Linked DNA regions of Mus musculus: all the other regions are linked to region 1. Evidence: chromatin contacts called from public Hi-C, HiChIP or PLAC-seq and promoter capture Hi-C data. All regions are on one chromosome and are shown on one strand. Each heading gives the region's core, a stretch centred on a gene start, on an enhancer-like site or on the middle of the called end of the contact. The rest is flanking DNA. Distances are from core to core; before and after follow the strand shown. Region 1 holds the start of Atg5 (autophagy related 5). Region 2 has its middle 58 kb from the start of Gm26016. Region 3 overlaps Prep (prolyl endopeptidase). Region 4 overlaps Prep (prolyl endopeptidase). Region 5 holds the start of Prep (prolyl endopeptidase). Region 6 has its middle 18 kb from the start of Prep. Region 7 has its middle 24 kb from the start of Gm40639.

Region 1 (3,899 bases), core at 637-3,136:
CCTCAGCGGGCCCATGCCATGGCATCCTCCCCCCCCCCCCCCCCCAGAGACCACACACAGGCATAGCATAGAACGGAGTTTATTTAGGGCATGGGGAGGGGAGTTAAAAGGGTAGCAGAGACAGAGAGAAGGAGAGAGGAGAGAAGCAGAGGCCAGCCATGGCTACATGGGGGGTGAGGGTGGGGAATGGGAGCAAGGGGGCAAGACCTAAGAGAGAGGCAAGAGAGTAGGAGGGTAAGAGAGAGGAGGGGTCAAGCAATCCCTTTTATACTGGGCCAAGCCTATCTAGCTGTTGCCAGGTAACTGTGAGGAGGAGCATACCTGGCTGCTGGCAGGAACTGTGGGGGTGGAGTTTAGACAGAATTCCAACACACTCCACCTACTCAAAGCAGAAATCTCTACTATATTAAACTCAGTAATCAGTTACTAGCTGAAATCATACCTGGTCTAAGCACTGAAAATAAATGACTATTGTATGCTCAGCCATAAAAGGGACACCATCTCCTCCAAGGCTCAAGGAACCTCACAAAAGAAAGGTGTCAAACTCATGGGACAAGAGCAAGATCACTACAACAAAGTTTGAGGCAAATTTGGAGCAAGTTTTATTAAGTACTGGCCAGGACGTGGACACTGGTACAAGGTCCACACCCAGGATAACCAGAGAATGGCACCAAATTACATTAGGTGGAGCCTTATGAAGGCCAACCCAGCTTCTCCTCAACAGAAGTCTGACAAGACCCTCTTGGGTTTCTTCAGGTAACACTGCCTTTATTTAGATTCATGGCTCTAGCCAGGCTCTGCCGCTGCTGACAGAGCAAAGTGTCGTGGCAGAAATTCCAGTAGAGAAATTGAAGCAGAAGGATGGTAAATTCAAGGTCAGATCGGAGGATGGGGGTTAAAGAGTATCCATGATTATACATAGAGTTTGAGGTCAGTCAGCGTTGCACGAGAGCTTGTCTCAAACCCAAAAAAGGAGGAAGAAAGGAAAGAAAAAAAAAGGCTGGAGAAATACCTACAGATCAGTGTAGTTAAGAGTTAATTGTGCTCACTGATCTCGCAAAAGACTAAAATCATTTCCAGTGCCTGCACTGGGTGCCTCACAACTGCCTGTAACTGCAGCTCCCGGGGCTCCATTTACCATCTCTTAGGATCTAGTTGGACACCTCATCCTCTCCGGGTGGGGGAAGGAAAGAGAAGAGTAAGAGGGGAGAAGAGAAGGAGGAAGAGAAGGTGGAGGAGGACGAGGAGGAGGGTGTTAAAATGTTTGGTGAGTGAAGACCCAGATCAAGTACTCTTTACGTTTTGTTTTATTTTCAAAGCAATAAGAGTAGGAAAGGTACTCTTAGAGGTGAGGGAGGTTTTGGTACTTTTACCAACTGGGGTTAAATACAGCCACTAATGCCTACTGTGGTCCTACAGGAGTGGGGAGGTTCTACCGAGCAAATGAATGTGGTTTACCTTGAAAGCCGGGTGTGGTGGCTCACGTCTGCAGTTCTAGCACTTGGGAGACTGAGGAACACGAGATACCTAGTTAAGTCCCAGACTTGCAGCTTGATACCCCTGTCCTGACTCTAACCCAACTAAATTAAACCATCCCAACCACCCTTAAAAGTAAGGTTTTTACAATACTGTTTTGTGAGGAAGAGAAAAATGCTGCTACCACGGCAGCCGATGTCTCAGGATCCTTTATTTCTCTGTTCTTCCACAACTGTCACACTGACAACCGGGAACACCAACGACTGCGTTCTGTCCATCCAAGAAGAAAACCGGCAAACTCGTTCCGAGTTCAGGCGCTCCCTGTGTGTCTGCGCACGCTCAGGAGCAACTCAGGTCTTGCCAGGTTGGGCCGCGCTCGGAGGGCGGAGCGCTTGCCACGTGGTCTTGGTGACGTCATCTCCGGGCGCCGAGGGTGACTGGACCTACGGTGGGCGCCCGGCGCTGCGGTTCACTCTGGTTCCGAGGGCGGAAGTGCCCGTCGGGCTGTTTTCTGACCCGGGCGGCAGCACTGTGCGGCTGCGCGCGCACTGGGACTTCTGCTCCTGCGCCTCTGCAGGACAGTGTGATCCCGGCAGACAGAACCCGACCGAGCGGCTTTCGCGCTGCGGGAAGCCGGAGCAGAGCCGGCACCTCGGGTAGGGCTCATGTGTGTCCCGGGCGTGGAAGTGTGGGGCGGGAGTGGGACCGGGCAGGGGCAGGGGCTGCGGGCGAGCGGCCCGTGTAAAGAGCGCACCCGGAGGGATGGCGGGGGAGGCGGTGCCGCTGGGCGGAGGTGGGGTTGGCGAGACACCGGCCCGGGAGCCCTTGGGCAGTCTAGCTGTCCCTTTGGGTAGTTAGTATGTCAGTTCCTTACTAAGGTAGGAAATGTAGCATCGAGTCTGGAGCTCAAGTTAAGGACTTGCATTTTATTTAAATCGTAATTGTTTCGGTGCTTTTTGATTCTATCTAAACGCAGACTGTTTCTCTTCGATGCAGTTCTTTGAGTCTCAGTTTAATTTTAGTACTTAATACTAACAAATGCATTTTTCTGTTAGTAGAACACTTTCGTTTATTTAGTTACTTTGTTGAAATTGCTCTCAAAGAATATAAACTTGAGGAACCTAAGAATCTGGGTGGCATGTAGGTTTTTCTCCCAAAGCATGTAGCATTGTTTTCACTGAGAAAGCATAGCAAGTCTTCACTAGTCAGAACCCCAGGAGCAGTTGACTATCTAAAGCCTTCTAGAATTCACCTGATAAGTATCTTGGGTCCTTGATACCGAGTATTTGAGTCAGATGCAAATATTCTGACTTCATTAAAATTATTGTTTGAATTGAAATTTGAGAACAAGAACATTGGCTTTATGGTAGTTGTCTTGGCAGGTGAGAATGTTACACTAAGTTTAATTGTACTTTGAGCCCAGTTTTGTGGCCTGTACCTTTAATTCCAGCAGTGGAGGTGGGGTGAAGGCAGGAAAATCAGGAGTTTAAGGCCAGCCTTGGCTATTTAGTGAGTTTGCTGCAATCCTAGAGGGCATGGTACTCTTTGCAACACACAGACAACATCCTCCAAAGCCCAAAAACAACCTAGCATTTTTTGGCCCTGCATTGGATCTTGAGCAGCACAAAACCAAACTATAACCCGAAAACAAAACAAACCCCAACTGTGATTGCCCACGTTTCTAATCCTTGTGCTAGAGAAGCTGAGGAAGGAAGGTTGCTTTGGGTTGGAGGCCAGCCTGTACTACAGAGCAAGACTCTTGTCTCCGAAAAGAACACACAAACACACACACACAGCTTTAATCCCGGTCTGCATAGTGAGTTTTAGACTAATCAGAGTGACACAGTGAGCACCTGTCCCAAGGGGAAAAAAGTATTTTCCAGGTGATAGAAAGTTCTAGAAAAAGGATAAGCCAATGAAATGGAATGGGTAGGGGTGGTGGTGTGCATGGGAGATCTAGTGCTGTTCACAGAAAAGGTATGTGAGTGAGGCTAAGCTACATGGAAAGGCCATTGGAGCATACTAGCCAATTCCAGGGGCAAATAGGAGTGCTTAGAGATGAGACAAGGTCATTGTGGGACTTTGTAAAGACTTATTTTTTTTTTCCATTTTAATCATAAAGTGACCAGGTTTTGCCTGCATATCCATATGCCCATCATATTTATGCCTAGTGCCCATCAAGGAGTCTGCTAGAACTAGAGGTACTGAAGGATGTGAACCACCATGTGGGACTGAGAGTCAAACCCATGTGCTCTGCAAGTGCAGCCGGAATTCTTTACTGCTGAACCATCTATTTTTTACTTTTACTTTTTTTTTTTTTTTGAGACAGGGTCTCATTCTGTGGCCTTGTATCAGGCTGGACTTGAACTCATAGCTATCTGCTTGCCTCTGCCTTCTGAGGGCTGGGATTAAAAGTTCAGATT
Region 2 (3,899 bases), core at 365-2,864, 940 kb after region 1:
TTGCTGGGTATAGTAGCCTGGGTTGGCATTTGTGTTCTCTTAGGGTCTGTATAACATCTTTCCAGGATCTTCTGGCTTTCATAGTCTCTGATGAGAAGTCTGGTGTAATTCTAATAGGTCTGCCTTTATATGTTACTTGACCTTTTTCCCTTACTGCTTTTAATATTCTATCTTTATTTAGTGCATTTGTTGTTCTGATTATTATGTGTCAGGAGGAATTTCTTTTCTGGTCCAGTCTATTTGGAGTCCTGTAGGTTTCTTGTATGTTCATGGGCATCTCTTTCTTTAGGTTAGGGAAGTTTTCTTCTATAATTTTGTTGACGATATTTACTGGCCCTTTAAGTTGAAAATCTTCATTCTGATCTATACCTATTATACTTAGTTTTGGTCTTCTCATTGTGTCCTGGATTTCCTGGATGTTTTGAGTTAGGATCTTTTTGCATCTTGCATTTTCTTTGATTGCTGTGTCCATGTTTTCTATGGAATCTTCTGCACCTGAGATTCTCTCTTCCATCTCTTGTATTCTGTTGCTGATGCTCGTATCCATGGTTCCAGATTTTTTTCCTAGGATTTCTATCTCCAGAGTTGCCCCACTTTAGGTTTTCTTTATTGTGTCTACTTCCCTTTTTAGGGACTGGCCCATCCTGGTATCCATACCATAAACAACCACCAAATGCAGACACAAATTGCATATGCCAGCAAGAATTTGCCAACAGGACCCTGATATAGCTGACTCTTATGAGGCTATGCCAGTGCCTGGCAAATACAGAAGTGGATGCTCAGAATCATCTATTAGATAGATCACAGGGCCCCCAATGTAGGAGCTAGAGAAAGTACCCAAGGAGCAGAAGGGGTCTGCAACCCTGTAAGAGGAACAGCAATATGAACTAACCAGTACCCCCTGAGCTCGTGTCTCTAGCTGCATATGTTGCAGAAGATGGCCTAATCGGCCATCATTAGGAGGAGAGGCCCTTGGTCTTGCAAACTTTATATGCCCCAGTACAGGGGAATACCAGGGCCAGGAAGGGGGAGTGGGTTGGAGAGCAGGGTTGGGGGAGGGTATAAGGGACTTTGAGGATAGCATTTGAATTGTAAATGAAGAAAATATCTAAAAAATTAAATTGAAAAAAGGAGAGAAAAGAGAGAGAGGCACAGCTGAGAACTATTCCTGGCATTCCTGTTGGCTGTGGTCCCTCCTGCCAGCTTGTGCCAATTCAGCTGAGGCTGAACTGTCTCTGCTAGGTCATGCCACCCCTGCTGATTTGTGTTTACTATCCCAACCCTACTGAACTGGACTCTGGTATATTTGTGAAGTGTTGGGGAGTGGATCAATCTGCTCTTGCTAACCTGTGAACTGAACTGCTCATTTCCTGACAACACAGATGGGATATGCACCAAAGAATAATTTCTAAACAAGTCTACTTCCCCCATATCCTTTCTTTTCCACTACCTTGGGTGCGTGGTGGGCAGGACAGGAGGTTAAAGCATTTAAGAACCATTATTAAAAGTAGGGTTAAGAAAAATTGAAGTTACATTGCTCAATGATTAAGAGTATGGGCTTCTCTCCCAGACAACAGAAATTTGATTCTTAACTCCTACATGGCAACTTACAACTGTCTGTAACTCCAGTGCAGTGATCTAATGCCCTCTTCTTGCCCTCTTGGGCACCACACATGCCAGCTACTGGAATACAGACCTGCATACAGGCAAAACACCTTCATATAATTAAATACATTCATATATTTTGTTTTGTTTTGTTTTGTTTTGTTTTGTTTTGTTTTGTTTTGTTTTTGAGACAGTGTTTCTCTGTATAGCCCTGGCTGTCCTGGAACTCACTTTGCATGTGGGAGAAAAGGGTATTTCAAGCAAGTGGAATTGGAATGGAGAAACAAGCAGGTGTTACTGTCCAAGCATCTGACACAATAGACTTCAAACCAAAACCAGTTAGAGAAGAAAAGGAAGTTGGGCAGATGTGGCACACACCTTTAATCTCAGCATTTGGGAAGCAGAGGCAGATGGAACTCTGAGTTCAAGGCCAGCCTGGGCTACAGAATGAGTTCTAGGATAGCCAGGACCACACAGAGATAGCATAGCATATCTGGTAAAAACAGAGAAAGTGGGAGGAGGGACACCTCATTCTATTCAAAGAAAAAACAGAGTCTATTACACTTCTAAAAACACACCTAACACTGGTGTACTCAATTTTATAAAAGAAACTCCATTACATTTAAATTCACATACTGACCTTAACACAATGATGGGAGGTGACTTAAAACAGTCATAAAAGTGAAAACATCAGAGTGATATCAAATAAATTACTTAAGCAAGAATACAGCAAACCCAAAAACAGTAGAAGAAAGGAAGTAATAAAGATCGGGGCAAAATTAATGAAATAGAAATAGAAAGCAAAAACAAAAGAGTCAATGAAACTAAGAGTTGATTGTTGGAAAAGATAAACAGCATTGTCAAATATTCAGCCAGACCAAAGAAAGAAAATATTTGGAGTAATAAAGTTAGAGATGCAAATATAAAATTATAATAAATATGGATGAAATTCAGAAAATTATTAGGCTATTCCTTAAAAGCATATTCCACTAAACTGGAAAATCTAAAAGGAGTAGGTAAATATTTATATGTGTATGACCTATCACAGCATTAAACCAACATGAAATTAACAATGTAAGGAGATCTACAACATGGAAACGATAAAACAACAACAAAAACAAAAACACTCCCAACTAAAAGTCCAGACTCACATGGATTCACACATAATTTTAACCAAACCTTCAAATAATAATTATCATCAATTCTTCTCAAACGATTTTATAATATAAAGGAGAAAGAAATTCTACCAAACTCTTCTATGAAGCCAGTATTACCCCGATACTAAAACACAGATAAAGATACAACAACAAAGAAAATTTAAACTACTTTCCTAGTCTCAATAAAATGCTTTTGAACTGAATTCAAGATCCCATGAAAAATATCATTTATCATGATTAAGTTGTTTTCTTCATAGAAATACAGGATGTTTCAACATAGGCAAATCAGTACATCAGTACAAATGTAAGATATCATATAGATGGACACAAGGATAGAAATAACATGATCATCTTAATAGATGGGTAAAATCCATCGTGATGAGAGCTCTGAGGAGACCAGGAATCGAAAGAATGTATCTCAACTTAATAAAAGCTATATGTGACAAGCATAGAGCCAACAACATGCTGAAAGGAGAGAAATTCAAAGCATTTCCACTAAAAATCAGAACAAAGACGAGGGTGTCATTTTCTCCACTCTCATTCAATATAGTGTTTAATGTCTTAACTAGACCAATACGACAAGAGAGGAATACGAAGAAAGAAGAAGTCAATGTGTAAGTGGCAGTACTTAGCAAAGAAGGCTTTTCTGATATAGTCAGTGGGTATGAAAACCAGGCTGGGTTGGGGGGGGGGGTGTCTCAGCAAGACTGAGGCTGAGACAAATTCATTTCAAGCAAGCAGACTTTTCATGCACTTTTCAAAACAGAATATATTGGTGGTTGCCAGGATATGATAACAGGTGCCAGTGAATGGGGACCACAAAATTAATGTCTAAGACTAATTGTTCTGACAGACTTCTATACGTTTTACTGATGTCTGTGGAATTCAGAGCTACACAGGTGGCCTAAATATTTCACTGCTTGAGGGAGTGCCCCAGTTTCTCAGGAACCATAGATTCTATCATAAAAGAAACTTATGATATTATGCCTCTAAGGGAGCTAGACCGGTCCAACTCTGCGACTCCCTGCAGTTCCCTCCCTTTTATGTTTTAATTCTAGAGTATGCGAGCCAATCTTCAAAGCAGACATAGTGTAGAAAATTAGTCTTAAGGCCATTATGCCTCTCAGTTAACAAAGT
Region 3 (3,899 bases), core at 780-3,279, 860 kb after region 1:
CAACTGTAAGTAGTGTTCGGGATCCCTTTGGAGTTATTAGAAGGCACTGTGTATTGTGAAGTAACATATAGATTGAGTACAGTCTTGTTCAATAGGAATAACTGTAGTGTTTGTGATTTTTCTACATCACTTTGACTGTTAGACACTCAGCTTCATTGCTAGTTGGGCATCTGGGAGGGTTTCCACCCCGCATGCATATAACATGGCTCTGTAAGAGGTGTATTCCTATCAGCTGTTACATTTGACTTTTCTAGTCCTTCCTGGGCATCCCCGGTGAGGACGGTATATATTCATTTTCAGTTCTAAATGCTGGATTTGGAGAGGGGACAGGGAAAGCTGAAGAACAGAGCAGCTAGATTTCCAGGTATTCAGTGTGCCTGGTCGTGCTAGGTACCTGTGCCACTGTAAGACTCAGAGTCTCTGTCCCCAGTGCTCCGTGACTCAAGGCTGCTCTGGCATTGACCTTGTCAGATACTTAGAGCATTACATAGGTAAACACTTAAGGACTAGCACACTGGCTTGCAGAGGGCAGCACACTGCTCAGTGTTCTGTGCCCGTCACGGGCATCATACTAATTGCCACCACTCCGTGGAGCGCTGTTGTTTCAGGCCCATTTGCAGGGGTCTGGGTTTACATTTATGCAGTAGAGACGGGACGCAGATGTGCGCATGGTTTGATGACGCTCTCAGCGGTGTTTCCAACAGTCGCTTCCCACAGCTCTAGGGAGGGCTTTGTGCGAGAGTGAAAAGCATCCTCACGGTGTATAGTAAAGTGGTAAGTCAAGGCAGCAGGTCTGGAAAAACTCATTTTTGTTTCCAGCGATTCTGGGAATGACATGAATTTGTGCTTTTTCTTGGTGTGATTTGAATACACTTCCCTGACTCCTTCTCTTCTATAGGTAAAGTGTGTGACCATGCAGATGTGTAGATTGGCCAATAGGGTTGGCAACCACTAACTAATAGTGTTCACGACCTACCTCCTAGAGGTACCGTCTTCCTGGAGATGCAGCAGCAGAAGGACCAAACGAGATGGAGAGGGAAGGGCAAGGAGACAGCCGGCTAAGCCACCCCATACACACTGGGGAGGGTGTGTGTGGACGGTCTGCATTTCACAAGGCCTGTGCATTTTGCCTGGGAAGGTGAAGGGCCTGGTGCTGAGTTTCATCCTCAGACACAGAACACTGTCTGTGTTGCTTTTACCCATCCTGGTGGCAGCTCTGGGAAAACTGGCCACATCGGAAACACGTTTTCTTATTAATTGTCTTAAGTTACTGTTCAAAGCAACAGGGGAAACAAGTCTCAGAATCAGATCCCAGAGAACTCATTGTCTCTCTCTCTCTCTCCTCCTCTCTGATCCATGTAAGAATTTTAGTTTTAGGTGGGTTTATTAAATCTCTAGTTAATTTATTACCTCCTTTGCTTTTTACTGTAAAACAACCACATCGGGTTGATCAGAACCTGTCTGCCCAAGTCTTTTCCAGAGAAGCTAAGATACATTAGCGATGCCACCTCGTGAAACAGATTGGGGAACCTGCCTGGGAATCTTACCCACACATATTGCCAGTAATACGCGTCTTTCTCTTTTAACAAAAATGAAAGAAAGTTTAGACTCTCAGTAAGTCGATACAGATTTATAACACTGCCAGGGACTGTTTGTTTGAATGCAGACATTCCATAGGTTGGCACTACTCTCCGGGAAATGTCGGCAAGCCCAAGGATTGAAACACACCAAGATCTGAAAAGATGCTACTGCCCTGGTCCAGAGAAAGATGACATCGTGTGTGGAACATTTCCGGCCAGGGGCTGAGAGAAGCCCTCTTGCCGTGGGGGCTGGGGAGGAGAGTGAGTGGTTTACAATCACTGACGCTTAGGACCTCCTGTCTTGTAGAGTGTGCTTCTGCCTTTGCACTGCTGCGAGATCCATAATTTCACAGCCAGTGCGAGAAGCTGAGCCTCAGCGTGCCGTGTGCTCATGGTGCCGCTGGCCCGTGTCATCAGTGGATGGAATTGTGTGCTGTGGTTGAACGGGGCATAACAAAGAAATGGAGCGTAGCCAGAATTCACTTCCTGGCTTCTCAGAGTCTCATTGTGGTTCAGCCAGCTGAGAGATTGGTTTTTTCCCCCTCAGACTAAAATGAAAGAAAAAAATCATAAACCTGAAAATGGACCAGGAGCTGAATATACGCCAACTATTCTCTTTCCTTAACGGTCTCACGTTGTGTAAAAGACGAGATAAATTAGAAGAGCCCCTGTATCCATATTTTATGAGCAGGTGCAGGCAATAGTAAGGATTTTAAGCGTTCGGCCATGGTGTCACTGCCTGTGCCTCTTGTCCTTTATACTTAGTAGGACACTTTCTTAGGGTGACCGTCCTCACAGTGGTCTGCTGTGTACCTCAATCTTAGCATTGACCATTTGTGTTTGCCAACATGCCTTGGAGTCACAGTAGTGGGATATCTTTTCTGTTTTGTTTTGTTTTGTTTTGTTATGTTTTCTTTTGTGGGTTTCTCTATGTAGCCATAGCTGTCCTGGGACTTGCTCTGAAGACCAGGCTGGCCTTGAACTCACAGAGATCTACCTACCTCTGCCTCATGCTGGGGTTAAAGGTGTGCACTACCATCACCCCCAGCATCTGCTCTTTTAAGTTAGGTTTGGACTTTGTTTTTACCTTTAGGTTTCTGTGACCTCGGTAATAACTGATGTGTGGTGCTAGCATACAGGCTCTGCTGTTGCTAGGACATGTTCTTGAGCATGGATAAGCTTTTTGATGCCATGAAGTGTTGCTCCAAGTTCATAGTGCGGCCCACCCGCATCCACGTGAGCTGTCTGCTGTACTAGTGATAATCTTTTTCCGTAACACTGGGTCTGTATACTCAGGCCTTGGTTAGAAACAGGGAGGGGCCGTGGCAAGATAACTCAGCCAGGGAAGGTGCTTGTTGATAAGCCTGGCACCCTGAGCTTGGTCTCTGAAACCCACGTGCTGGAAGGAAAGAACTGATTTGCACAAGCTATCCTCTGACCCCAGTGTATGCCCCTTGCCATGTCTCTGTCTCTGTCTCTGTCTGTCTCTCTCATTCTCTCTCTCTCTCTCACACACACTATGTAACAGTTTTGTAGGTAGCCTAGGGAAGGGTGAAGGGCAGTGTTTTCATGGAGCACTGAGGTCTCACCGTGGCAGTGACCTGGAATGCTATGAGTTGTTCTCAGTTGGCTGCCCCTGCATTTGCATTCACCTGTACATGATGTCGTCCTGCATACACAGATGTCTGTAGAGCTTTGGCACTCTGGATGAGGGTGTAATACCCCTGTGCAGAGCGGCCTGCCCTTCTCTTGTCTGTGCAGATCTGAAGTAACGACGTAGCCGAAAGGATGGTAAGGGTCTCTGTTTCTGTACGATAGAGAAGCACGTTATATGCCCCTTCTGTGGCCAGTGCCTCATCGTCAGTGCTTTCTCTTCCGTGTCTGGAACACAGCATCACTTTGTATCAGCCTGGAAATGTATAACCCACAGTATGAAAGTATCCAGGTAGCCTTGAGAACATAGCCAGCCCTCAGTGAGTAACCATATAAAATCTGCACTGTGGGTCACATAATATCAGAAAACAATAAAAAGCATGTTTTCTTTCATATCTTTTATCTAGCCCATAGTAAGTCTCTATATGTGAACAGATTCCATGCGGGTGCAGTATAGCATGGAGAACAGGGGTTGTATAAGAGGTCGAGAAGAGACTGAATGCACTAACAGACACAAGGTACCAGAGGATATACAGTCATTGTTTTCTAGTTCCAGTTCCGACATGCAATTTTGTTTGGTTTTCGTGGTGGATAAGAACCTAAAATATATTCAATACCAAAAGTGTAAAATCTAATGTTAAACTGTGGCTTTTGTTCCAAATGCCT
Region 4 (3,899 bases), core at 726-3,225, 840 kb after region 1:
AAGTAGCTGGAACCAAGGCAAGCCCCAGATGCTAGCTTTCTTTTTGCCCTTAGTTATTTTCTAGTTGGGTTAAATCAGCACTCTAAATATAGGCCAGAGGACACCATAGAATACAGCTATCAGAATATTGACATATTAAACTTTGTAGTAGTAAGACTGGTGACTTTCAACTTTGATTCCTACCAATACCGTGAAGAAGGTAGGTAGATCTAGTATCAGAACATAACTGTCTCATTTATAGTCATTCTTGGGGTTTTGCTTGTGTTAATGTTTTATCAAGGACAAAAGTGACTATGACTTTAAGGAAGTTTGCAAGACTTAAAATCTTATAAAATAAAGGGTATGAAAACTAGAAACTTAGGAATTACATATTTCATAATTGGTCAGACTAGCATTACTGCTTCTCTTTTCCACACAGTGTTTTTAGTCAGATTGCTTTCAGAAAGCGAGGCTACTATAACTACTATCATACTGCTTAAAACAGTAATACTTTGTAGAGGAGGACTTAGGCTGTCCATCAAAGTCCAGACCCTGACTCTCTTGTTTGTTTGCTTCTTGATCCCCCCAACCCCACCGCTTATCTGTTAGAGTCAGAAAGACCTTATTAGCAGAATGTTTGTCTTCACAGTGATCTCTAAAAATCATCTTTAAAATAACCTTAAAGTATTCTAAGAAGCTAAGGAACTATTGTTCCTAATTAATTTTTAGTGGAGAAAGGTATTTTTTTCTAATCTGTACATTCAGAGGAAAATCATGTAGACATAGTTTTGAGATTGACAGCTTGAACGTTGAAAATACAAAGGTGTTTCCAGTTAGGCAAATTATGCGACTCTGTGATGATCACCAAGAGGACGACACCTGTCTTAACTGTCATTGTGACAGCGGTGTGCCCTGGGACCCCTGCCTTAGACTGACTGTGACCTGCTGGGGCTGTTAGTCTGGTGGTGCTGGGATGCTCCTGGGATACTCCAGAAGCAGCTGCTCGCCAAGGTCTGGTGCTCTCGCGCGAACGTTGCTGTTCTGTTTTTCCATTGACTGAGGCGCTGCAGCTGAAGGCCTGTCACTTGTGATTGATGTGGCCTGGCTCGAAGCAGCTGCACAGTTTCTGTCTGTTTTCAAAGGACAAGAGAACAAAAGCCTGAACTAATTAATGTTAAAGAGGCTGTTTTGCATAATATCTAATAAAATTATAATTGTGATTACTGATGCTTTTAATATAGGACTGTCTAAAAAGGTGGGGCTAACATGACGAGCATTAGTTTGTTAGCTTAGTAAAAGCAGAAAAGAAATGAAATGTGTGACTCTGATCAGTCGGAAGTGAAAAAGGGTCATAAAGAAATTGACTTTGAGGTGTAGTTGTACATACCTGTAATCCTAACACTCAGTAAGTGGAGCCAGAAGGACCAGGAAGGAACTGAAGGCCATCTGTGGTGGCATAGTGAGTTCAAGGCCAGCCTGAGCTTCATGAGATTCTGTCTTTAAAATATATGTGTGTGTGTGTATGTATGTATGTATGTATATGTATATTATATGTATATATGTATACACACACATATACACAGACACGCAACATGCGCGCACTCACACACACACAGGTCTGGGAATGAAACTGAGCATTTTATTCTCACCAAACTGAGGATCCAGAGAGACTGAAGGTGTGTGTGGTGGTGGCGACTTCCTGGGAAGAGTCACAGGGATTTGCTTTTGGATCACTCTGTGGCTTCTATCAGGATGCATGCGCATTGAATGGGGCTCCCTAATTCAGGCTGAGCTCAACACCCAGGAGCTATAAACCACTAACCGCTTGACAAGGCTTGGTGACAGCGTTATGACAAAAGTCACAAAGCCTTATCAGCACCTAGGGAGTCAGTGGTCCCTAGAGAGCGAGAGCTTGTGCAGTCAGGCTGCAGACCTGAGCCAGCAAAGCTGGAGAGCAAGTGGGAATGGGGCCAACTGGTTTGCCAGAAAATTAATTGATTCAAAACATTTTACAGGCAGATTAGAGAGAAAAAGTCCTGACGACGTTCCAAGTCACAGAGTCCAATTCAGAAGTCACCACATGGCCGATGAAGCACAATAATGTGACCTGGAGCCAGGAAAATCCTTAATCATACGGATAGATTCAGAAATGGCAAATGAGTTAGCAAAGACTTTAAAAATTATAGAAATAATTTACAACGGCTTTTAGAAAACGTTATACAGGACCAAGTGAAGCTCATTGTTTGACATGCCAAGATAGAGATGAGGGTGTTTTTAAAATGTAAATGAGGGGAAATGCTGAAAAAAAAAAAAAAGGTACTTTTGTTAAAATACACAAACCACAGATCCAAGGAGCACAGCAAATCCCAAGAACACTGTTAAGGCCAAGTCTGTAGTAATCTACTTACAAATAAGTGAAAGTAACAAGAAAATACCAAGAGCCTCCAGATAACACACACACACACACACACACACACACACACAGATAATGTCAAATGAAATGACAGCTCTGAGGCATTGCCAGTGAGCTGTGCTAAGGGGCCTCCCCCAGTGCTATTTTTAAAACTACAGACCTTCACCACATGTCCTGCCCCCTTTGCTAAGATTTCTTCCTATTATTTGTGGCACTTGTTGATGTGTAATATGTGGCATAGTTCCATGCTTACGTGTGATTGTCTCCTTCGTCTGGTGTGACATTTTCTGTGAGTTTACTGACACATCATTAATATACATAAATAAAACATGAGTTTGTACATATAGATACTTAGAATATGTCTATGAAATGACCAAATTAAAGGATCACAGGTAGAAAGTGTAGCAAGGCTCTTATACGGAACAAGAGTCAACAGTGTGACCCTGATATAGCTGTCTCGTGTGAGGCTATGCCAGTGCCTGGCAAATACAGAAGTGGATGCTCACAGTCATCTATAAGATGGAACACAGGGCCCCTAGAGAAAGAACCCAAGGAGCTGAAGGGGTCTGCAACCTATAGGTGGAACAACAATATGAACTAACCAGTACCCCCAGAGCTTGTGTCTCTAGCTGCATATGTAGCAGAAGATGGCCTAATCAGCCATCACTGGGAAGAGAGGCCCCTTGGTTTTGCAAACTTTATATGCCCCAGTACAGGGGAATGCCAGGGCCAAGAAGCAGGAGTGGGTGGGTAGGGGAGAAAGGTGGAAGGAGGGTATAGGGAACTTTCAGGATAGCATTTGAAATGTATATAAAGAAAATATCTAATAAAAAAAATAAATAAAGTTAAAAGAGTCAACAGTGTGTGTGTGTGTGTGTCTGTCTGTCTGCATGCGTGTGCATGCATTCATGTGTCTGCATGCATTCGTGTGTGTGTGTGTGTGTGTGTGTGTGTGTGTGTGCGTGTGTGCGCGCGCCCACTCATTTAAGAGACATTACTACAGAAGCATCTTGATTAACCAGATATCTGAACACTGTGGCTCAGCCAAGTTGACATAAAGTTTACAATCATACGACTGTAGAGATACCGAATTTCATACACTGCAGCCAGGTAATCACAGAAGTCACTACAGTTGTCTAATAAGGTTGAGTATATACATATCCAGTGACTGGTTACTTCCGTTTTAGGTCTCCCACCTGGGAAGTACTTTAGCTTACAGATATGTTTAAGATTTTCCTAAGGAATCGTTTATTGTATGAAGGAAACTGAAACAATCTAAATATTTAATAGTAGGGAGAAGGCTCAGTTGTGTGGAATCCCTAGATTGTATGTATAGCATCCAGCAGGTAAAATGTGTAGGTTACATTTATATAGATCAGTGAAAGCTAGTAATCAAAAAGATATTACATGAAAATGAGCTGTAGAAGAATAAGCGTAGGTTGATGCCGCTCTCACCAGGTCTTACAATAACACTTATCTTTACTTTAGCTTTTTATCATGATTTTTT
Region 5 (3,899 bases), core at 975-3,474, 800 kb after region 1:
GGCGAGGACAAAGTTTTACCAAACACTGAGTCAGGAGAGGCTTCACAATAATGACAGGTTTACGGCAGTAACTAAATCTCTGGGTACAGAAATCAGCATTTGAATGCACAATGCACAAAAATATCCCTCAACAATGTGTGGGTGGGAGGAATACTTTCATAAGCAACTTGAGGTGGTGCTGAGCAGCAAATCACTAGCCTGCCTCTTAGGGACAAAGTTCAATCAGTGCTATAAAAAAGATGCTGCTGAAGGCTGTCTTGGAGGTGCTCCCCATGCCCCTACCCACCCCCTCAGTAACAGAGACACTCTGGTCTTTATTCTGGAGATAACACTTCCATTTCTAAAACAGTTCAAATGCTTCATTGATAACAGGGAGGTGGACTTTAGGACCAACTGAAGTAAGGGAGCCTTGGTTCTGTCTTAGTGTTGGGTGACTTAGGCGCTTTAAGGTGGCTGAGATTTTTCTGTATCTGTTAAATAGAGTTTGTTACGGGATTAAAGGGACAGCACAGATCTAGAACCTGGAAAACATGAAGGGTATACAACCAGGGAGTGCAGGTTTTCAGCTGTCGAGGTCCAAGGAGCTGGACACGTGGTTGACCCTAAGGAGAGAAAGTGAATGGTATCAGAGGCTCCATTCCTCCCTGAGTATTGTCATGGCTTGTGAGTTCCACACACCCACTGGGGGAGAAGGAATAATGGAAGAGTTGCCGCTAGCAGATCTGCTTTGGGCATGTCTGCGGGGCATTTTCTTGATTGCTATTTGATATAGGAAGGCCTAGCCCTCTAGGAAGTACCATCCATGAGCAGGTAGACTTGGGCTGTAGAACAAATGAGTTATGTTGACCTGTAAGCAAAAACAAATCCTTTCCTCCCTGTGTTTGTTTTCTTAGTCAGAGTTTTTTTTTTTTTTTTTAATCACAGCAACAGGGACAATGATAATAATGATAATAATAATAATGAGCTGCTGCTACACTTGTCAGTCTTTCTAGCATAAGTAGTCAAACTCAAGTTTCTCTTGCTAAAAAGGATGCCCTTGTAAACTACAAACAAACTGCATCTCTATGTGCCTTCTGAGGGGGAAGACGTCGGACAGGTAGAAATGAAATGTTAGCCTTCAGGGACTGAATCCTGGCTCTCTTTTCTTCTCCACCCCTACTATTTGTGAAACTGAGCAAAACAAAGTTCCAGTTTATCTCAACTGTAAAACTGGGACAATAACAGTTTTCAAATCAACATTTAAGGAGGCATCAACGCTTATCTGGGGATTCTCTGAGTCAAGTGTCCTTGGGATTATCTTTATGACGCACTGCACACAGAGATGGCAGGAGCTAGACCTCCTGGCAGCCCCTGGCGACTGGGTTCAGTAGTGCTAGCCTGCAACATGAGCCTTAATAGTTAGAAACCAACAGTGAGAATTCTCTTATAATGCAGACTTTTACTGATGGCCCTATCTTTCCCATGGCAAGTAGGAAGGCAAGGACACATTATACACATTGAAAATTGGGGCTACAATGCCTCTTCTGGGTGGTCTACAAAGGAGGCCCATGGATAGAGAAGTGTAGTCAGTCAGTCTTCATGATGGGTTTGAGATCAGGCAGGAGGTATCTTGTCTCTTTACAACTCAGGAACAGTGTTGCTCAAAATACAAAACCCGAAGCAGAAGGGAGGAGCCATAGGGTCAGACAAGGACCCTAGGTTACCATAAGTTCTCTCACCTCGCTCCCCATCAGTCAGTAAATCTCCAACAAGGGATCATCCATTGTCTTGGCAACACCTCTGAAGAACCTCTTCAGCCTGGAGGCCGAGCAGTCCGTGTCCATCAAGGGTTAAGGGAGGAAGCTGTACTTCCTTCACGATCACCTTGAAGCATTTCTTCTTCCATATACAGAGTGGCTGGTGGCAGGCAGGCGGACGGGCGGGTTGGGGAAAGCCGGCCTAGGTCAGGGAAGAGGCAAAGTTTTCCTTCCTGGGCGCGAAGGAGGGGAGGCGGCGTAGCGCGGGGCTGCGGGAGGCCGGTCGCCGAGCGGCGTGGCGCGGCGTCGCCAGCGTGCTCCTCCGTGCGCCCGGGCGCGGCTGGTGCTCCTGCAGAGGGAGCTGTGCGCCCGTTCCGGCGCCCGCGCGGCGACTCCGCTCCCTCTTGTCGCCGCTTGGGCCCGCCCGCCGGGGAGGGGCTCCCGGCCTTGCCGACAGCGTCTTCCTGCTTGGCGCACTGCCCCACCGTGAGTCCGCCCGTGCACGCCGGCTGTCCGCTCGCCCGCTCGCACGCCGCCCTCCGCCGCAGTCCGCGCCCAGCCTCGCCCGCACTTCCCCCCTTCAGCCCGCGCCCGGATCCGGCCATGCTGTCCTTCCAGTACCCCGACGTGTACCGCGACGAGACCTCCGTGAGTACCCCGCTCTCACCGCGCCCCCCGACCCGCGCCTCCCGCAGCTCGGTTCCCGCAGCCCCCGCTCGCCCCGCGCCGCTCCCCGGCCTTTGTTTGCGGAGCCGCCCGGGTCGCGGGGCTCCTCCCAGCCTGAACCTAGCGGGCGGCCTCGGCCCACGTGTCCACGCCCGTGGTCAACGCCGCTCGGCCCCAAGGACAGACCCCCCGGGCAGGCATGGGCATCTGGGGCCAGTGGGCAGCCAGAACGTACCCCTGTGCTTCTAAGAGGAGAAGCAGTCTGGCTTAAATATGGTGGTAGCACCAAGTGTATGCTGGTGTGTGTGCGTGGGAAAAATGATGTAAGATTTGAAAACAAAAGCAAACTTTGAGAACTTGGAATTTGCAAGTCCTTAGAGTTGAAGCTCATTCATTGCGCTTTAAGGCTGTGCTGTCCCGAATCGGGTGCCTGACGTTGGCTGCTGGGATGCAAATAAGGGAGGCAGTGTTGGGGAAGGAGCAGTGGGCCCACAGTGTGCTGGGGCCAGTCAGGTTCGCTTAAGAAAGGAAGTTAAGACGGGGTGGCCTTTTGCAAGGAAAGTTTTCCCCGCTGGGAGTTAACTGTTTACCTAAGCTGCAGGTGAACTGCAGGTAACTTGAGACCCAGGTAGTGAAATTCAGAAGTGTGTGTGTGTGTGTGTGTGTGTGTGTGTGTGTGTGTAAAAAGTAGTTTGGGACTTAAGTGGATTGAATCCAAACATTAGGACCCCAATTCCTGTAGTCACAACCTGGTTTCTCAGGTTACTTAAAATAGAATCAAAGTAAAAATATTTTTGTATAATACCATTCTATTTTTTTTCCTGTTTACTTTGATCTGGTTCATGACAGAAAATGTACTCTGAACTCAGCACATCACACATGGAGGTAAAGTCTCAGTGTTAAAGACCTTCTCCTTTTCAAGTGAACGTCCAAGTATCTGTGCTGCATTAATGGGTGACCCCTGGGAACCATGTTCTCAGTTGGTTTAACTGCTTGCTCATTGAATTCATCTTCAAGGGGACTGGTTAACTCCCAGACAACCTGAATGCTGTTGTTGGTGGCCCTCACTACCTGGGTGACATTGGGCAAGTCTTACCTGTTGTGAGTTCATGTGTGAGGCCCCCTTTTATACATGGACTATTAAGGCTGACAGGCCTTGACTTGTCATCTAGATGGCCGAGCTCTGCCGTGGGCCAGGTACAAAGATGTGAAACTGTTCCGACTCTGAGTCTTGAGTGTCTTTTCGGTTTTCAGGTTAGCATATGTACATGTATATATGTTACCAATAATATGTATTATACCTGTGTGTGTGTGTGTGTGTGTGTGTGTGTGTATAACTACCATTTTGTGGCTTTGATAAATATAGTCTTAGGATTTTCTTTTCTTTTTTGGACCCGGTAGTTGAGTGAAGGTAGTGTTGGCTCTTGCTTAATTTTTCCTTACTCCAATCTGCACCAGTCTTGTAGTTTATCAGTACTTAACAGTTCCTGAAAGGGT
Region 6 (3,899 bases), core at 482-2,981, 780 kb after region 1:
CCCTGTGTTACCCGCCCTGGACATAAAACGAAAGAGAGAAACAAACCTTTCCTCATTTAAGCCACTGATACGTGGTTTTTCTAAAACTCCTAATTATATGGCTTCTCCTGCATGCTCTAGTATCCATCTACATCTATGCTACAAGTACAATGTATTTTAAAATCATGCCGCAGGGGTCTGGAGAGTTGGCTCAGCAGTTAAGAGAACTTGCTGCTTTTATAGAGGACCTGAGTTTGATTCCCAACTCGTGTCAGGAAGCTCACAACCACTTGTAACCCCCTCTCCAGTGGCTCTCTAACCTTCACAGGTCCCCACACTCACATACAGAAACCCACACAGACACAGATACACATACATATAATTCAAAATAAAATAAAAAGCATGGTGTGGTGATGGTGGCCCATGCCTTTAACCCCAGCAGGTGGGAGGCAAAGTCAGGCAGATCTCTAAGTTTGATGCCAGCATGGTTTACACAGTGAATTCCACAACAGCCAAGGCTACATGGAGAAACATTCTCTCAAAACAAAAAAACAAACAAAAAAAATCAACCTATCAATCTATCAATAAAGCACCTAATTGAGGTAAATGAAAAGGGAATTCTTGGAAGAGAAGTTTAGGGAAATGCATATATTTTTAAGATGGGCAGTGAGACCGAAAGTACTGCTGTACCCACAGAGACTGCTAGATCTGAATAATGGTTAACAATCAGATCTCTGAGTTCCAGGACAGCCAGGGCTATACAGAGAAACCCTGTCTTGAAAAACCAAAAATCAAAAAACCAAAAAGAAAAAAAGAAAAAAAAAAGGATGGTGATGGTTTTAGGTGATGGAAAAATACTAATCTCTGATCATTACAATGCAAACTAGCATCAGGGAGAACCCATCCCTTGCTTGGATTTCTAGGAGCCTGTATTTTAAATGAAGGCAAAGGAGAGCCCTAGCATTCAGATTATCCTAGACACGTTACCTATGAAACTATTTGCTTGTCTTGATGGCGGAGGACCCTATGAGTCACGAGCGTAGACATATGATCTTTAAACGTCTGAATTTGGACGTAAGCAAAGAGAAACAGAGCCACAGGCAGACAAAGATAAGAGCTTCCTGGTTCCCTGTCCCTTCTTATCTCCGTCAATGTCAGCGTTAGCTGCGAGGCTCAATGAAGAGCCTCCATCTCCAGATCTTTCCTTTGACCACTTTCATCTGCGCCTTACAGTGCTGGGGAGAACACCCTAGACGTGCTGTGGAGTGAAAGGAGCAGGTGACACAGGTGGAGGGAAGAAGCAGCCAAACAATGAAGCCTTTGAAGGGAGCCAGTTTCCTAACAGCAACTAGGGCTAATTAGTACCTGTGCGGGCAGTCACCTCAACTCTCGTTTTAAAACACCCATTCCTCTTTCTTCACCTGCTAGAGAGAAATTCTGAGGACAGCGGCTTGCCGCCCTCCAACCCAGACAGGTCAAACTTCTTTGTCCTTCCTGAGTGCACTGTGAAGAAAGCCGCGACACAAAGGGAATGTTTTTGTTGGCAGTCAGTTCAGAGCATGTTGACATCTCTGTTTTTAACAACCCTCTGGTCAGCCTGGGCGTAGTCACTCTTTTGAAAGTCGAGTCTTGAGGAAGTAGGTCACGAGAGCCAGTGTTTGGCTCCCCTGAGCGTGACTGAACCCAGGCGTTCACTACTTGTGTGTGGCTTTAGAATGGGTGTCTTGCTGACACCGAGTGCCACCTGCTGATTCACCAACCTGCATGGCTAGTTACTCCAGCTGACCAGCAAGGCTGGACTGTTTCCTCAGAGCAGGGCACGCTGGGCAAACAAACAACTCGTTGCTGACCAAAGCATAAAAAATTACATGGCAGAAGGACTAGGGTTGACAGAAGTAACCCAAGAGGGCCTCAATACACTGGTGTGAAGGGATTAGACATGGGACGGAGACAAGAGATGTGAGGAAGGCTGAGGCAACAGACCAAAGGCTGAGTGGGGAAGTGAGCAGGGGTTTCCCATTCTGAGGCAGGGGCTTACTTGCCAGTGTCCCTGAAACCCATCTTCTTTTCTTCTTCGTCACACGCAGGCCCCAGTTTTCAGGTTCCTTTATAATCTGGGGTAGCCACGAGACTGGATCTGACTAATGGAGCAGAAGCGAAGCAATAATGTGTGCTACTTTCAGGCCTGACCCATAAAAAACACCTGCTCATAACCCTGTCTCCCCTCCTACTTGCCAGGTGGTAACACTAGAATCCAAGCATCTATGCTAGGCAGCCAGGCTCTGCAAGATGCTGAGCCATCTTCCCTCTTTCTTGCCTCTGGGTACTGCTGACTTGAAGCTGTTCGATCCCAGGACTTAAGAAGGAAACGCGTTGTCTGTTCCCTGGGTCCCTGATCTCTCATTACAGCAGGTCTGCCCCCGTTCATATTTTTGGTCATATCAATAATATTATCAGACTCACACACCGTAGAAGTGATTTACTCTGAAGTAAATTGCTCTAGCTCCCCTCTGACAAGGAATATAGGAGACTTGTTTTCTCCTCCAGCTTCTCTCTCTCTCCCAGTGCCTGCACTGCTCTGCGCATGCGCACCAGCCACACCGCCCTCTCACATTGCCTCCATTGTATACCTTGCTCTTAGCTCCCAAGGCATCTTCCCTAAATATCTACCACTGTGTCTTCCCTCCCCAGCCCTCCCTCCAGAGCTATAACCATTTCAGCCTTTCTCATTCTTGAGATTTCAGCTTAGGAGGTTTTCATATATTTTGTGACTCCTTTGCTTTTTCTGTCCCTTCTACCCAGATGTTATATACATGGGTATGTTAAGTGACTATCTGCTTTGAAACGGACTTTTATTATTAAAGGAAAAACAAGGTGAAGTTCTGCCCTTTGACTGGTATTTGTATTTAACCTGGAATGGCTCCTCTGTCCAGTTTCCTGGGTGTGCTCATGTGTGCATACGAAGGATCATTTTCCCCCCTGAGAGATGCTTGGAAAAAAAATAAAAAAGGTTGATGCAAATGAGAAGATCGAATATATATAAGAAATGGGGACCTTTGAAGTCCTTTTAGCAAAAGACAGGTCAACCTCAGAGTGCGAGCTTAGATGTTACTCTGAAGAACAGTAGGTTTCAGTGGAATGTAGGCCAGCGAGAGGAGAGGGAGAGGAGAGGAGAGGAGAGGAGAGGAGAGGAGAGGAGAGGAGGCCAAGAACTCACGGATTACTCAATATCTAAACGCAGGAAGGCAAAGAAAGGCTAGAGAAAGCAAAGGAGACTCTACCCTTATTACATTTTAAAAGTATTATTGAGACATTGTAAGTTACCAGGTGGCACACGCCTTTAATCCCAGCACTCGGGAGACAGAGGCAGGCGGATTTCTGAGTTCGAGGCCAGCCTGGTCTACAAAGTGAGTTCCAGAACAGCCAGGGCTATACAGAGAAACCCTGTCTCTAAAAACAAAACAAAACAAAACAAAACAAAACAAAAAAAAACCACAAAAAAAATTCTCAATAATGCATTTCTCACTTATTGTGTATTATAACAGTAAATCGATTCATTACTAGATAATCTTTTAAAAAGTTGTGCCTTTATCCTAGAGAAATCTGGAGACAGACATTCATCCTGAGGTATGCACAAGGGAGAAAGCTCTTGAGGGAGCTGTGGGAAAAGTCTCCACCAAAACAGGCTGGACACACTTGATGTCATAGAAAAAACAAGAAATCCCAGGGGGAATCTTTCCCTGTAAGGTTCAGACAACAATATACTCAAGGACCAAGCCAGAGTCTGTGGCTTGAAAAATAGAGTAAAACCTCAGACCAGACCCGTGGCAGAAAGCAGAGCTATAGAGATTATTGGGCCGTGAGTCCAGTAGCCTCACTTTCCAGGAGTCTTAGAAAACATTTGCAAGAAAACGACCTAA
Region 7 (3,899 bases), core at 851-3,350, 730 kb after region 1:
TCTCCCCTCTCCCCTCTCCCCTCTCCCCTCTCCCCTCTCCCCTCTCCCCTCTCCCCTCTCCTACATCTTGGTAATCACTCTACGGACTTTTTAGCCCAGAAGAATGTAGACACAAGAGGAGAAAAAGAGATATACCCCCTCCTTTAAAAAACAAGACAAAATAAAACACATTGTGACTGGTTTCTTTCAAAGCATGCTTTCTCAGCACTATATACCCTCATCTCAAGCTAACCCCACTAGCTCTCTTGATTTGTTACCCTCAGCCATTCTGCCACCCTTCCTGTCCTTGCAAACCTAGAAACATTTTTAAGGTTTTTCATTTCAAAGACCTCAGCAGGCAGCAGTAAGGACATAGTCACAAGCTAACAGTGTGGGTCTGTGGTATAGTATATGCTTAATCATGCACAAGGCTCTGGATTCCATTTCTACCACCATATACACAGAAAAGAATCCATATCCGTGTATTAAGAGCTATGGGGAAAAAAATTAAAGTATTTCTTCGCACAGCCTGACCAGGAGAGGTTTACAGATGAGAAACAAGTTTCTCTTGGGAAGGGTGGACTAGAGATCTTGAAAAGGCCTCTATTTGACTCTCCTCCAGGCATCCGACCTCAGCCCTAGTACTGGTGTGTTTGCACAGAAACCTCCAGAAAGGACCTCAGCTCTCAAGACAAAAGCTTTCTCGATGAACTTTGAAGAACATGGTTCATAAATACAAGAAAGAAAAAAAAAAATCCCTCTGCATCACTGTGAAGAACTGACTCTGTTCCAAAATGAATTTATGATGAAAAGAAATATTTAAATTGAAATTAAAATATTAACATCAGGGCAAGGCCTGACTCATACAGCTATACCACAAACACTCTGAATACTTTCACATATCCCTGAAGTTAATGTATTCATATTTAGATTTGCAATATTGTGCTTTAGAATAATTTTAGTACAAAAATACCAAACTAGTCTCTTATAGCTTTGAATCTAGTCTAGTCACACACACACACACACACACAAGCAGTGTCACCCTGATCTCTTATTTAATGCTCAACATTCAAGGTACACAATTTAATGTTCATTGTGGATTGTCCATAGATTTATGATGGCTGTAGAGATGTTCATAAAATCTGAGCTATGCAAGGCTTTCGGCATCTGTCTCATTTTTATCAGAACCATAAAAATCATCACCCTCTTGTTCCTAGTCAGTCTTTCCTGCTAGATAATATAAACCAGAGAAAAATAACGTTGTATCTGAGTGTCTACTTTAAGTAGACTCTGTTGCAGAGGTGTGTGTGTGTGTGTGTGTGTGTGTGTGTGTGTGTGTGTGTGTCTGTCTGTCTGTCTGTCTGTCTGTCTGTCTGTCTGTGTATACAGAATAGTGATGGTATGTCTGGAAATGGAGAGAGAAGAATATTGAATTAAACTACATATGTTTGAGGATTAAACAGGCTCTGTACGAAGCTCTTCCTAGTACCAACTGTCTTATGAACCAGAACGATGCTGCTGTGGGGCACCACTCGTTTTAGCCATGCGCTGACCTGTCCTACGCAGGAGCACAGTCTCTCAAGTGTACACAGAGAGGGGAAGCAGGTGCTTCGACTCCCCAGCATCTGGTTTAAATGACCACAATGCTGAGAGCACCTGCAGCCAGCATTTCAGCCAAGTCTGGCCTCCCATTGTATTCAACTGTTCTTTCTGCCTTAAGCAAAAAAGGCATTGTTTATCTGATTTGCCAAAGGATCTCCGGGGAGGTGGAGAAAGACCGGACAAACAAAGCTAAAACTGAGCGCCAGTGGACCGCACGGGAGGATCTTGATTATTTGTGACTATCCACGGGGATCTTTCATCCTGACTAAACAGAGAGAGAGAGAGGAGGGGGCCCCACGGGGACATAGAGAGACAGACAGAGACAGAGAGAAAATATCAGCTGCATTTGGTGCTGCGGGTTTAAGAGCAGAGCAGAGAATAATCTTACTGAGAAGGTGGAGCTGTAGTTTGTGTGCTAAATGTTCAGTCTATGCACTTTCCACGTTCCTAGTTTAGAGCAACTACGCACTGAGAGAGCTGACTGCCTCTAAACGATGTCAAAAGCAGTAGTAACCTTGGTTCAGACTTTTCAAATCAAGGTATGAAGAGCAAATAAAACTGACCCACGGAGGGGGGGGCAGTTAGAGGGGGGGACAAAAACCAAAACCCAAAACAAACCTGTGGTCGATGTGTTAGAACCAAAATAAAATGACCAGTCGTATTTTCAAGAACACGGAAAATAAAGTCTTCCTGCGTAGTGTTTGCTTAGTAAATAATTCTGTGGAGCCCCTTTATTTCCTTTTTTCTTTTCTTTTCTTTGTGTAGAGCCCCAACTAGTGGGAGATTGGAAAACTGCACCTGAAGAGAGGCCATTTAAATGGAGGTGACCATTGGACTTCCGGCCAGCATATGAGCACTTTAGGACAAGGCTGATTTTCAGGTGTGAGACTGCAGACAGGTGCTAAGAGGGGAGGGTTGTGAAACTGCCTTCTTCTTAACTTTCTGCATGCTAAAGGGCAACCTGGCGCCGAGGAAAGCAAACACACTCTCTGGCATGTGAAATGACTCAGTGCACTCTAGCTACAGCTAATTCGAGAAAGGAAAATAAATTCTGAGTTCAGAACTTATATGCCTCAAAGATCTTTTTTAAAAGAAAGGGGACAACATCCTGTAACCGAAAAGAAAAAAGAAAAAACTGCACAGGCTGGAGGAAAAAGAGCCGGTTTCACATGTTAAATGAGAATTCAGTTAGAAATATTTTTACCCAGTTGGTAGTTTTTACTGAGAAGAGATAAGAATGTGCTGTGTTGTGATAAGAGGAGCTAGCTGTAGGTAGACCAGCAGGCCGGAGGCCATCATGCAGGAGAGATCAGAACTTCAATGAAGAATGAGACAGAAACGCCTAGAAAAGTGGGGTGTACTGTTCTGAACTCAGAATTTATTTTCCTTTCTTAAATTAGCATAGACAGAGTGTGCTGACTCATTTCACTTGCTAGAGAGTGTGTTTGTTTTCTAAGGGGACTGAATCTCAGGAGCTGCTGGGATTTTAAGTTTGTTTCTTTGTTTCTTCTTCCATCCTTTCAAAAACTCTCATTCTGCTCAATTGTTTTTAAAATAATGTTTCCTTTGACAAAAAGTGGCAATAAAATGCAGACAGCCTGGAAAGGCTATTAAAGAAATAATCCACGATGAGTTCATTAATTAAAGTATAAGAATGTGCATCAGGGGTTGTCATGCAGGCTTCAGGGTGTTTGTGGAACTCCCTAACAAGAAAGATCTATAGTGTGTGTGTGTGTGTGTGTGTGTGTGTGTGTTTCTGAATTCTCAAAGAATCCCATAAAAAACAAACAAACAAACAAACAAATCCAACTACACAGGAATCTGCACATAGACAAAAACCAACCACATTGTCATAGATGTGCCTCAGAGTGGTCTGACTTCAGAGACTGCATAGAAAAGCCCCACAGAGTCATCAAGCCATGTCTAGGGCATCTCACAGAGCAGATGCTAACCTCCAGAGTCACAGGCTTCCCTGTGCATTGTGCACTAGAATAAAGGTGTGGTGGGTGTCCTGCTTATACCTTGAGGGCATATGGGTGCACACAGTCCTCATCAGCTGCAGGGATGAACAACTCGCTCTCACCACTTCCCTCCATGTGAATGTACAAAAGGCCACTTATGCTCAAAATTTGAACATAGTAGTAATTATTTTTTTTTATCCCCACAGATTAGCCAGTAAAATTCAGAATTTAACCACAACAACAGAAATACCTTTAACTTTTAGGAGTCAAACACCTACTCAGTATACACAGTTGTTACAAAATATCAATTCAAGGGAGTTTTCTCTGCCACTTAAAGTTTATGGTGATTATTAAATA

The links. Promoter capture Hi-C pulls out the DNA fragments that hold promoters and counts their contacts. A called contact is a pair of places that touch in the nucleus more often than the background predicts. HiChIP or PLAC-seq counts read pairs in DNA pulled down with a chosen protein or histone mark.
Region 2: a promoter capture Hi-C map of liver shows a contact between it and region 1, with 2.9 times the contacts expected there. The contact joins the enhancer-like site here to the promoter of Atg5 in region 1. A contact is called at or near these places in 4 of 39 promoter capture datasets (embryonic stem cells, hippocampal neurons, liver and 1 more) and 2 of 115 datasets of contacts at active chromatin or transcription factors (bone marrow-derived macrophages and large pre-B cells).
Region 3: a promoter capture Hi-C map of hematopoietic stem and progenitor cells shows a contact between it and region 1, with 5 times the contacts expected there. The contact joins the enhancer-like site here to the promoter of Atg5 in region 1. A contact is called at or near these places in 10 of 39 promoter capture datasets (the 3T3-L1 cell line, the C10 cell line, frontonasal cranial neural crest and 6 more), 2 of 484 Hi-C or Micro-C datasets (bone marrow-derived macrophages and olfactory sensory neurons), 6 of 115 datasets of contacts at active chromatin or transcription factors (astrocytes, embryonic limb bud, embryonic stem cells and 2 more) and 3 of 9 other capture datasets (adipose tissue, liver and macrophages).
Region 4: an H3K4me3 HiChIP or PLAC-seq map of the 230-238 cell line shows a contact between it and region 1, with 14 read pairs. The contact joins the enhancer-like site here to the promoter of Atg5 in region 1. A contact is called at or near these places in 9 of 39 promoter capture datasets (the 3T3-L1 cell line, the C10 cell line, cranial neural crest and 5 more), 15 of 115 datasets of contacts at active chromatin or transcription factors (the 230-238 cell line, astrocytes, bone marrow-derived dendritic cells and 8 more) and 2 of 9 other capture datasets (adipose tissue and macrophages).
Region 5: an HNF4G HiChIP or PLAC-seq map of pancreatic cancer cells shows a contact between it and region 1. The contact joins the promoter of Prep here to the promoter of Atg5 in region 1. A contact is called at or near these places in 19 of 39 promoter capture datasets (the 3T3-L1 cell line, 3T3-L1-derived adipocytes, the C10 cell line and 13 more), 5 of 484 Hi-C or Micro-C datasets (B cells, bone marrow-derived macrophages, embryonic stem cells and 2 more), 37 of 115 datasets of contacts at active chromatin or transcription factors (the 230-238 cell line, CD4 T cells, the NIH/3T3 cell line and 26 more) and 4 of 9 other capture datasets (adipose tissue, embryonic stem cells, liver and 1 more).
Region 6: a promoter capture Hi-C map of liver shows a contact between it and region 1, with 6 times the contacts expected there. The contact joins the enhancer-like site here to the promoter of Atg5 in region 1. A contact is called at or near these places in 16 of 39 promoter capture datasets (the 3T3-L1 cell line, the HPC-7 cell line, HPC-7-derived erythroid cells and 11 more), 1 of 15 datasets of contacts at CTCF or cohesin (embryonic stem cells), 3 of 484 Hi-C or Micro-C datasets (B cells, bone marrow-derived macrophages and hematopoietic stem and progenitor cells), 34 of 115 datasets of contacts at active chromatin or transcription factors (the 230-238 cell line, the SCID.adh cell line, bone marrow-derived dendritic cells and 21 more) and 4 of 9 other capture datasets (adipose tissue, embryonic stem cells, liver and 1 more).
Region 7: a contact with region 1 is called in a Hi-C map of B cells, with 28 read pairs. The contact joins the enhancer-like site here to the promoter of Atg5 in region 1. A contact is called at or near these places in 20 of 39 promoter capture datasets (the 3T3-L1 cell line, the C10 cell line, cranial neural crest and 11 more), 1 of 15 datasets of contacts at CTCF or cohesin (embryonic stem cells), 7 of 484 Hi-C or Micro-C datasets (B cells, CD8 T cells, LSK cells and 4 more), 43 of 115 datasets of contacts at active chromatin or transcription factors (the 230-238 cell line, the SCID.adh cell line, T-cell acute lymphoblastic leukemia and 26 more) and 2 of 9 other capture datasets (adipose tissue and liver).

The regions. Positions count from the first base shown.
Region 1 is chr10:44,266,453-44,270,351 of GRCm38.p6, forward strand. It overlaps Atg5 (autophagy related 5), which reads left to right and starts at 1,887. Exons shown (of 8, transcript NM_053069.6): 1 at 1,887-2,132. Gm40637 (a long non-coding RNA gene) reads right to left here and starts at 1,750. Exons shown (of 2, transcript XR_871625.2): 1 at 1,661-1,750; 2 at 1,290-1,509.
Region 2 is chr10:45,209,182-45,213,080 of GRCm38.p6, forward strand. No RefSeq gene overlaps it. Among named protein-coding and RNA genes, the nearest start is that of Gm26016, 58 kb to the right of the region's middle. Within about 2 kb of position 1,615, at least 5 of the 459 cell types and tissues checked have an H3K27ac peak or open chromatin away from gene starts, as enhancers often do. A contact at or near this core is called in liver, where this site is marked.
Region 3 is chr10:45,127,307-45,131,205 of GRCm38.p6, forward strand. All of the region lies in intron 10 of Prep (prolyl endopeptidase), which reads left to right. Among named protein-coding and RNA genes, the nearest start is that of Prep, 62 kb to the left of the region's middle. Within about 2 kb of position 2,030, at least 77 of the 459 cell types and tissues checked have an H3K27ac peak or open chromatin away from gene starts, as enhancers often do. A contact at or near this core is called in hematopoietic stem and progenitor cells and hippocampal neurons, where this site is marked.
Region 4 is chr10:45,102,401-45,106,299 of GRCm38.p6, forward strand. All of the region lies in intron 6 of Prep (prolyl endopeptidase), which reads left to right. Among named protein-coding and RNA genes, the nearest start is that of Prep, 37 kb to the left of the region's middle. Within about 2 kb of position 1,976, at least 55 of the 459 cell types and tissues checked have an H3K27ac peak or open chromatin away from gene starts, as enhancers often do. A contact at or near this core is called in the 230-238 cell line, double positive thymocytes, liver and 3 more, where this site is marked.
Region 5 is chr10:45,064,992-45,068,890 of GRCm38.p6, forward strand. It overlaps Prep (prolyl endopeptidase), which reads left to right and starts at 2,225. Exons shown (of 15, transcript NM_011156.3): 1 at 2,225-2,384. The coding sequence starts at 2,340. It also overlaps 2310075K07Rik.
Region 6 is chr10:45,047,215-45,051,113 of GRCm38.p6, forward strand. No RefSeq gene overlaps it. Among named protein-coding and RNA genes, the nearest start is that of Prep, 18 kb to the right of the region's middle. Within about 2 kb of position 1,732, at least 85 of the 459 cell types and tissues checked have an H3K27ac peak or open chromatin away from gene starts, as enhancers often do. A contact at or near this core is called in B cells, adipose tissue, bone marrow-derived dendritic cells and 4 more, where this site is marked.
Region 7 is chr10:44,998,646-45,002,544 of GRCm38.p6, forward strand. No RefSeq gene overlaps it. Among named protein-coding and RNA genes, the nearest start is that of Gm40639, 24 kb to the right of the region's middle. Within about 2 kb of position 2,101, at least 127 of the 459 cell types and tissues checked have an H3K27ac peak or open chromatin away from gene starts, as enhancers often do. A contact at or near this core is called in B cells, CD8 T cells, the SCID.adh cell line and 9 more, where this site is marked.